Linked DNA regions of Astyanax mexicanus: region 1 is linked to region 2. Evidence: chromatin contacts called from public Hi-C data. All regions are on one chromosome and are shown on one strand. The core of a region is the stretch at or near the end of the contact, and the rest is flanking DNA. Distances in the headings are between cores, read along the strand shown. Region 1 holds the start of LOC103025629 (lysophosphatidylcholine acyltransferase 1). Region 2 overlaps LOC103025629 (lysophosphatidylcholine acyltransferase 1).

The links. Hi-C and Micro-C count contacts between places; a contact is called where the count stands out from the background.
Region 1: a Hi-C map of muscle shows a contact between it and region 2, with 12 times the contacts expected there. The contact joins the promoter of LOC103025629 here to the enhancer-like site in region 2. A contact is called at or near these places in 2 of 3 Hi-C or Micro-C datasets (both in muscle).

What each region holds. Positions count from the first base shown.
Region 1 is chr6:28,551,186-28,556,155 of AstMex3_surface, forward strand. LOC103025629 (lysophosphatidylcholine acyltransferase 1) reads right to left here and starts at 3,476. Exons shown (of 14, transcript XM_007254532.4): 1 at 3,153-3,476. The coding sequence starts at 3,266.
Region 2 is chr6:28,508,769-28,513,305 of AstMex3_surface, forward strand. LOC103025629 (lysophosphatidylcholine acyltransferase 1) reads right to left here. Exons shown (of 14, transcript XM_007254532.4): 14 at 1,764-3,405. The coding sequence ends at 3,230. Among protein-coding and RNA genes, the nearest start is that of slc6a3, 19 kb to the left of the region's middle. Within about 2 kb of position 3,248, the one cell type or tissue checked has an H3K27ac peak away from gene starts, as active enhancers do.

The sequences.
Region 1 (4,970 bases), core at 2,226-4,725, 43 kb after region 2:
TTGAGCGTCCTCAGCAACTAATCACCAGAGGCCTTGAATTGTGTTCCTTAATTAGCAGTAGTGAGGCTTAGGGGATTTCGGAGGCACTGAGGCAGTCAACCTGAGAGCCCATCCATGACCAGACACTGTAATGCAAAAAAAGTGGTCTCTGGACATCTTGTTTAGGCCATGTTAATTGCTTCTCCACGACTGAAAAGGAAGCATCTAAACTCTGTGCATTTGCTGATGGAGTGCAATACTGCAAAGGTCTAAATGGGAGTTTGAACTGTGGTCAACCACTGTCTCAGTTCAAAGTAGCCCCATGGTGTCACTAAATAGGCTCACAATCTGCCCATCAATCCCATTAAAAGTAAGGAAAAAGAACAATTTTATTTAGCGCTGAAGACATCACCATAAAACACCTCTGCTTTGCCTCGCCAGAGACATTCTTAAACTGCGAACAGGCCCTCAGTGTGCCATTATCACGTTTGTCACCACAAAAAAGTAAAACTGTTACTATACACTGATACTGTCTGGCAAAACAGAACATAATAAGCACAGAGCCAAGATTAGTACTTTAATGCTCTCTCTAGTCAGAGGACATGTGTCTAGTCAGCTAAATAGCGTTAGTGACATTTTAATCTGCGTAATCAGAACCAAAGAGGGATTAAACTGTTGCTGCCCAACATGCAAACCAAGGAGTGTTTTTTCCTCTCTATCCAAAAACTGATGATTTCACTAAAGATCCTGAACTCTGTAATTGAGTATGTATCGTTTAATTACTTTTGAGCTAACAGACCTGCCCTATTACGAGTATTTTCAAGATGTGCACTTTTCCTATGCTAAAAAAAAATCCTTGGGACCAGCCCTTGGTGGTAGCCAGCTGGTTTTGGATGGTTTGAGCTAGTCTTTGGTGGTGAAGGTAGCAAGATAATAAAATAGAAAATAGATTGGTGGAAGCTTGTAATTCACCTTATGTTGATAACCAGTGTTAATTTATGATGTAGCAGCTTGGCCACATCATAAATATTCTCTTCAAGTAATTTATAATTTTACAAAAACCCAGCAAAGTAGCTAGTAAACTAGATAACTAGCAAGTTAGCTAAGCTAACCTAGCTGTCAAAGTCTGCCAGTCTGTCTGTCTTGAGACAAACTTAGCTAGTACTTTTACACTTTTCATTTACACATAACTCCCATTCCACTCTATTAAACACATTTTGAAAACCATATGTGCTAATTTTGTGCTCATAAAAGCTAGCCCTACTAGTTAGCTAGCTACTTTATCAAGACCCTCAGCAAAATCCTCAGTAAAACTCCTGTGCTTGGTTACTCCTATAGCAGCTACCAGGTTGCTCCCCGCCTTCTCAATCCCACACACTACACACTAGGAACCTGTCCGACCTGCCTAACCACTGTAACAGCGCCGCCAGCTATACAAATAATTTACCAGACACGAATTTCCACTACTTGTGTATTTAGTCAAGAAAGTCAAGTTCTCGGACTATAAACCGTTAGAGCTAGAGTCTTTAGAGTTTCCCACAGGCTCAATAAAGTGAGGGCTGCTAGCAAGCTAAGCTAGCTATCTATTTATCTATCTAGCAAGCTAACGTTACAACGTCCATATGAAAGGCCCTCGATAAAACAAAGCTAGCTAGCGAGGGTCGGAAAACTGCAAATAAACAAAACATTAACGTTACTACTTCTGGTATGAATTAAAACTTACAAATTGCAGAACTACAATCTATAACTGATTTGAGGGAATATCTGAGATTGTTTATCCTTAAACAGAAGAAAAGTGTGTTAGCTACGTTAGCTAACTGTTAGCCACCCCGGTGCTTTAGTCGGCTAACTAACGCTAGCTAAGCTAGTTAGCTAAATGATAAATGATGTTGCTGGCAAAGATATGAAGCTAGCTAAGCTAGCTAGCTTTAACCACTTAACTATCCTAGTTTAGAGGTAATAACGGTGTGATATTTCGGAACCCAGATAATAAATAGCAAATTTAGTAAAAAAAAAAAAAAAACTGATATACATGTGAAATCAGCAATGGCCTTCATTCATTCAACAGTTTATTGTCCAAAACTGCATCTAAAGCAAGTATTTAGCTAACGCTATTTCTCTCTGCTTCTCCAGGCACACTAACGTTACCCTGCACGTTGTAGTGCTTTCCCTACTTCAGACCTACGGCTTAACTAGCTACCTGATCCAAATCAAATAACTGATTAACAGTCCATTGTTGACTTATTGACAGAGGGTGTGTTAAAGTACAAAAATCACTAAAATATGCAGGGCGGTGTGTTTCCATGACCAGGGGTAAGAAACACGCATTTAGCTATAACAGATTAACAGTAATGAAGGCTGAAGTGGGATCTCTAGCTAGCTAACAGTTAGCTGTTACCTATATTTGTTATTATAGGAGAACAATTAAAGAAAACTCCACAAGCATTTAACGCCTGTGGTGCTTGTTATACATTCTTAATCGCCATACATAAATAACGGATGCTTAGCAATAAAATAACGTTACTTTATTATCATCAGCCAGCGAAACAGTTCAGTATAGGGTAAGTTAGTAAGTCATAAGATAGATAGATAGATAAGCAATAAGTATTAGGTTGATAGTGCTGATATTTGCTTATTTCTGCAGGCAAGTTGTACACAACACATGAACAGGCTGCAACATTCATATTAAGATGATTTTTCATAATACACGAGACCTAAAACATCTTATAATAATTCAGCTTACTAGCAGACGTTATGCTTCATTATACTATTAAATAATGAAGTGCTTAGCTACCATGGACTTTTATGTAAATATTCCTTACATAAAAAGCACATTAAGAAACATGGTTGTGGCCCCTTCAAGGCTCATGTGGCTATGTTAACTCTAGCTAGCTAGCAAGGTTAGCTAGTTAACGTTAACTAAACAGATGTGCACTTAAAAGCTGAGCTTTTAAAAAACGCCTTTTGTTGTTTTCTGAAATAACGCTTGTTTGCTATTTAGCTACGTTAGCCAACTAGCTAATTGTTTGCACCAAGTTAGCGTTAACTCTAGTTAGGTTAGTTAAAGCTAGTTAGCCAACACAACACATGGATCTGTTGGCTAAACGCAGCGAGGCCGAGCTGCAGCAGCACATGTGCATGGAGGTCTGGCTGCAGTAATGCATGGTTCGTACCTGGAGCTTCTGCCATGGGGTGAACCTCAGGTCGTGTACGAAAGGGTTGGTGACGGGGAGAGCCAGCTCCTTCCTCCCGTCCGCCGAGCTCCGTCTGCTGCCGGCCACTCTCATCGTCTCCACGGGGCTCTCTGTGGGTTTACCTGGCGCTGTTTTTCGCGACCGAGCGGCTCATGTGGTGGAAGCGGGGCAGGGGGCAATAGAGTCCCGATGGGGCAAGTAAAAAGAGAGCGAGGCACGACACCCGAAAAGACTGGCTTACAGGAACGGCTCCTAGTGATGGAGAACTCGATTCAGCTTACTGAACCGATTCTTCCGAACGGTCTTCTCAATGAATTTGACTGAGGACCGAACAACAGATTCACTGATTCACAAAACATGTGCACATGTGTGAAGTTGTTATCTCCTCAACATGAATTATAAGAATCAGTCAAAAACAAAGCAATGTATTAATTTAATTTATTGTTTTATTATTGTATTAGTTTGAATTATTTTTTCAATAAATCAATATATACACTGATAATAAATGGCAAATTCAATGCTCCAAAACCCTTTCAGTTCATGTGGGATCATGAAAACTAAATATTAGCTAATGTACGGCAATATTTTGTGCAGTAAATATGTTGGGTGAAAATAGGAAGGATTGTTGGGTTTCTGGAACAGTCACTCCCAAATTCAAACCCAAACATTCCTCTTTATATGCTTCCAAAAACTTTTAAATTGTTGCTTTTGAGTCAGTCGGGTTAATTCATTGAAAAGAATCGATTCTAATGAACCGAAGCTTTCAGGAGTCGGACACAGCCAGCCTAACCACGCCTGCGCCGCTGTGAGTGGTTAAAAAGCGCATGCGCGCTGGGTCTCAAGAACGCATGCGCCGAGCATGTGTGGGAGGGATGTGTGTTGTTTTGTGTTTATACTATGAGATGTTTTAACTCTTGTGTATTACAAAAAAATATATTCATATGAATGTTGCAGCCTGTTTCATGTATTGTGTACCACAACTTGCATGCAAAAACAAGCAAATATTAGCACTTTATAGAGAAAGAAAGATGAAGCTGCTATTATTTGTAGTTTAGTAATAGTATTATAATTCAACTACCAGAAAAGTAGTTTTTATCTGCCATTTCTGAAAACAGAAAAAAATATTAAATATCTTTTATTCTTTTATTTACTTTGTCCTTCATTTCATGTGAAAATGTCATGGTTTTGAACAGTAAAATGAAATTACCAATAAAAGTGTTCTGAGTGGTTAATTTGAAACAAAAACATGTCAAATTACTTTAGTTTATCTGTGGTTTACTGTTCATACCATTAGTGTTTTTTATGGCCTCATTTAGGACCTGAAATCAGTCATGTATAGTCAAGGTTTCTTTGATGGAATGGTTTATTTAATACCCAGATACATCTCTTTACATATGATTTTCTCGTATGTCTGTGTATCAAAAAGGCTGCATAATGCATAAGCATAACAGACTTGTATACCTCAAGCAGATTCTTACACTCCAATAGAAGCATACATATAATCTGTTATAGCCACAGGCTTCCCTGTAAGCTGTTCTGTCTGTATCTAATGATGTGGAGTGATCAAACCAACCACCCTTCTTTCTTAGCCCAGAAACTTCAGCTCATCTGAAGCAGTGGGCGAAGGCCTATTTCTGTCTTCAGTACTGATCTCCTTTATTGTGTCGATGGGAGCTGAGCAATTTCTGCATGATATTTTTGGACGGAGGAGGGGATGTATAGAGCTGCATAGGTTAGGTTCCTTATCTGTAGGTGTGCTGCATATTAAAAATCTGTCGACTGCATTTTAAAGAATAT
Region 2 (4,537 bases), core at 1,998-4,497:
TTCAGTCATAACGAATTCCGCAACAGAAAACACAACGATAAAATGCCAGATGTTAATGAAAAATGGAAAAGCTCAAGCAGAAACTGATTCAAAGAGATAGAACGAGGTCAACGTTCACATCCTAGCGATAGTGGGCCGCTCCGGGTTAAGGTTACGGGGAAAGCTCTGCCATGTTTTAAAGCTTACAGAAGCTATAAGTAGCATTTCCAATCAAAGTTTAATGAAGGAGTCATCAAATAATAATCATGCTACTTAGCGGCAGTGGGCAGGGAATTTTATGTGAAAAGGTGGCAAAGCTGCTGTTCGTGAATGTTCAGCTCCTCTTATGTTTTATGAGCAGCTGTTTGATCAGAATCGCAAGGGACACACATTCTACCAGGGGAAAAAAAAAAAACATTGGCAGTGTAGGATGAAAGTGTGTTAGGTCCAATTCAGATTAGTAGGCATAGACTAGAAAAACTGTATTTTTATATAAAATAAAAAAAAAGAGAGAGAAAAAGAAAAACATGTCCCCTTATCCCAAAGATAGGAAAGATATTTATGTTTCAAGTTTGCTTCTGTACTTATGTAACTTAAAGTGTGTGCCTAAACCATTAATTACAATGCTAAAACAATAGCAGTAGCCATCCTGAAGTCCTGAATCCTGAATTTTGTTGTCTGAATCTTGGCTGAATGATTACATTTAGTGTGAGGAGAATAAGGAGGAAATTAAATAGATTAAATCCGAGTGTCAGAGTTCCTCAGCACTGGTACTGGAGGTGCCCAGTCCTGCATATGTTTAGTGTTTTCCATGCTCTCATTGCACCTGATTTAACTTACAGTACAGTGATCAAAAATGTACCATAGTGGCTTGTTGAATAGTATGTACATCTTCCTGTCAGCACTGGGGACTTGGGTTCTAATCCCTGTCTGGGTAAATTTTAATCTCCAGAAATGGATTGCCACTCGGCCCTGTGTCAGTGTGGTTGTTTCTGGTTAAGAGCATGCTGTGCTCTATTGAAGGTCAGTTCTGGCTGCTGTGTGTTTTGGTTGAGTTGTGGGTATAGAGTGATTGTGTAAAGCATTGATTGTAAGTGCCCCTGGGTTCTATAAAGGCACTAAATAAGCAAATAAGAAAATACAAATAGTCATCATCATCATGATGATAAGCATCTCATTAACAGTCCATTAATAAGTTAAAGTAGGAATGTTTAGGGGTGGGGCAATATATCGAAATTGTGACCTACTGCATAGGTTTGATTATATTGTATCGATATACGGTGTCAAATATTAGTATTTTTATTGAAACATAGATGCTCTTAATTAATAATTATTATAGAGAGCTGTCTTCTGATATATATATATGTGTACAGTATATTGAGTATTATATTGAGTACAGTATTGTGATATCAGTTTTTAGATGTACTGTGATGCTCCCTTAGTAATTAGCACATTCTCCTTTTAGCACTGGGATCATGGGTTCAAGTCTGGGTGAATGTCAATGTGTCCACGTGGTTTTCTCCCAAAGCAAAGCATGAAAACAGGCAGGTTATAATTAATTATAAACTGTCTGTGTGTGTGTGTGTGTTCCCACATATTGACTGGAATTCCTGTGTCCTGTGTTTTGTTCAGTTGATAGTATTTGATTGCGTTGATTGTAAGTGTCCCTAGGTGCAGGGAAAGCACTAAAATGTGCAGGGCAATGGGCCTTCAGGACCAAGGCTGAGAAACGCTGGATTACAACAAACTGCTTCTTTAGGAGCGATGCAACAGACCCGCTGAACCTCGCTCAGTTTCCTTTATTAAAAAAAAAAAAAGGGCATACTTATGTGATGCTGTGTTCCAGCAGGGACGGCCTCAAGGCTAAGCTTGGAGCTAAGTCTCAAAATATAGACATACAGGAATGCTAACATGTCGCAATATAGATACAGAGATCTGTCAGCTAAGAACCGCTCTATTCAACCCTGCCACTCTTCAGAATCTTGGTGGATGCTAGAGAAGTACCACAGATTACATGCAAGTAGAAGACTTTTGGTCCTTGTTGATCTGATGGTCGATTTTGTTAGGGGTAAAAAAAAAAAATACATATAAATCAAATCAAGAAACAAAAAGAGTAGTAAAGAGAGGAGTAAACCCTTACGGCCAGGGATTAAGCCTAGTCTTAGACTACACAGCATTCTGACTGGAGATTTTCCACTGTAAGGAAAATATATTGAACACCCAGGCTTAATCCCCGTCTTAAGTCTAAACTGACCTTTACACTTGCAGCTAGTCTGGAATTCTCAACACACAGCTGAGACTGTACTGGTCACAGGGAGGAACTGACCTGGCCAAATGCCAAAAAGAATCTGCATTTCTCAAAGTAGTGGAGATCCATTAACTATCACATGCACTCACCACCGCTACCTTTACACATGGTGCTCAACAAGACACAAGCTTCAGTCTACTAACCAACCCCCCTGAGCTTAAAAATAAAAACAGAAATTAAACAAACAAATACAGAAAAACACTAAAGAAACAAAGAGAAAACAACAAATTAAATTCAGAAATAATAACAAATCATCATAAAAAAATTGACTGGCTCAGTTCAATTCAGACCAGCATATTGATTTAGGCTAAAATGCACCTCAAATCTGATCCTCCTTTCTTAGTGTATGGAAGCCAGATATTTGTCACCAGTGCTTTTGTGAGCCTTCAGTCAAAATACTGGAATAATACTGTTAACAAGCATCAAGCCCATGCAATGCTTACTAAAGGAGATTTAGAAGAAAGGCATCTACAGTCCCTCCCAAAAAAAAAAAAAGGAGCGAGAGAGAGGAGCTTCGCATCTGAACCGACTTTGTGGTTTAATTTCCTTAACCTATGAAACCGTTTCCTCCTCAACAAATGAAAAAAAAAATAATAATAATAAAATAAAAAAATTAAGTGCTTGGCCTTCAAGTAAGCAAATTTCCCCCCACCATCTTTTGGCTCTCAGAATGGTTTTCCCTTTTTCAAAAAACTACAAACAGAAACAGAACAAAAAAGCAGACAAAAGGGGCAGAGAACGAGAATAAAGACAAGACAGAAAGAGAGGAGAAGAGGTGAAGGTTACCAAAGAACCACACAAATGTCCTGACTGACAGGAGTAAACTTTGTATTTTCTAGAACAATGGCAGTCCAGTGACCTCCATGCTCTCTCTTCCTTTCTCTCCGTCTCTTCTCCAGAACCGGACAGCACACAATCAGAGGCCCGGGGGGGGCGGGATGTTCAGTCGTGTTTCTTGTGAGTGGCGTGATGCTCGCTGGGGGTGAAATCGGCGCAGAAGCCGTTAGAGACGGGGCTGGAGGCGCTGGAGGTCGGGGTGCCCCAGAAGCCTGCGTTATCTGCATACAGAAACTCCTCAGCAAAGTCCGGCCGCTGCTCTGCAAAGCTCCGGAACATCTCTGCCACAAGGAGGCGCAAGAGAATAAGAAGAGAAGTAGAGAGGGGAGAAGTAAAATGACAGTTAGAAACAGCAATGCACAGTGTTTGTGTTCACACGGTCAAAGAACTGCAGAACTACAGGATAAAACATGTTTAGTCTTACCTGCATGTTATCACATGACTAAAAACGACTTATTGTAAAACAAGCAAATACAGGATCATAAGAAAATCACAAAAAAAAAAAAAAACATGTTGGACGGTGTGATGGCAAATCAGAAGTTGCGGTGTGATTCACACTATGGTTTAAACCAGGGCTGCACAACATATTATTTCAGCATAGTCAACGCAATGTATGTGCAATATTCACATTTCAGGACTTGCAGCATCACAGAGAAAATGAGTATGCATGAATTTTCCCTCTATGACTTCTCTACCAAAAGCAATGCATGTTGCAAACAACAAAATATTGCAATCTTGCAAGTAAGGTACCGTATTTTTCCAACTATAAGACGCACTTAAAATCCTTTAATTTTTTCCAAAAAATTGTCAGTGCACCTTTTAATTTGTTGCGCTTTATGTGTGAATTTTCGCAGTCAGGTTGTAAGGAGCAGTAAAGACACTCTGCTAAATTACAGCGTAATACAGAAGATTCAATTTAGTTCTCCAGCAGTATTAGCATTAGCTGCTAACCACGTGAAGTGCTAGCTAGCTCTTTGGCCATCTATAAGTGAGTATTATCAGCCTGTAGCCTGCTGCTAACCCTGGATAGCACTGCTTGAGCAGCATTAGCATTAGCCACTAACCGTGCTGAGCGGTAACTATTTAGCCGCTCAGAGGTGAGTATTATCGACCTGTAGCCTGCTGCTAACCCCGGATAGCACTGCCTGAGCAGCATTAGCATTACCTGCTAACCACAGAGCTAGCGCCTTTGCTCTTCAGAGGTGAGACTGTAGCCTGTACTTTAGAAGGAAACCATGACTACACCCCTGTTCCTATGACTAGTTACTAGTTTTTTTTATAAAATGCACTTATGCGCCTTATGCATATTTATATAAAAAAAAACACAGACCAGAAAATAGTTGTTTATTAATAGTGCGCCTTATAATCTGGTGCGCCTTACAGTGCGAAAAATACGGTAGTCACTTTGAAAAA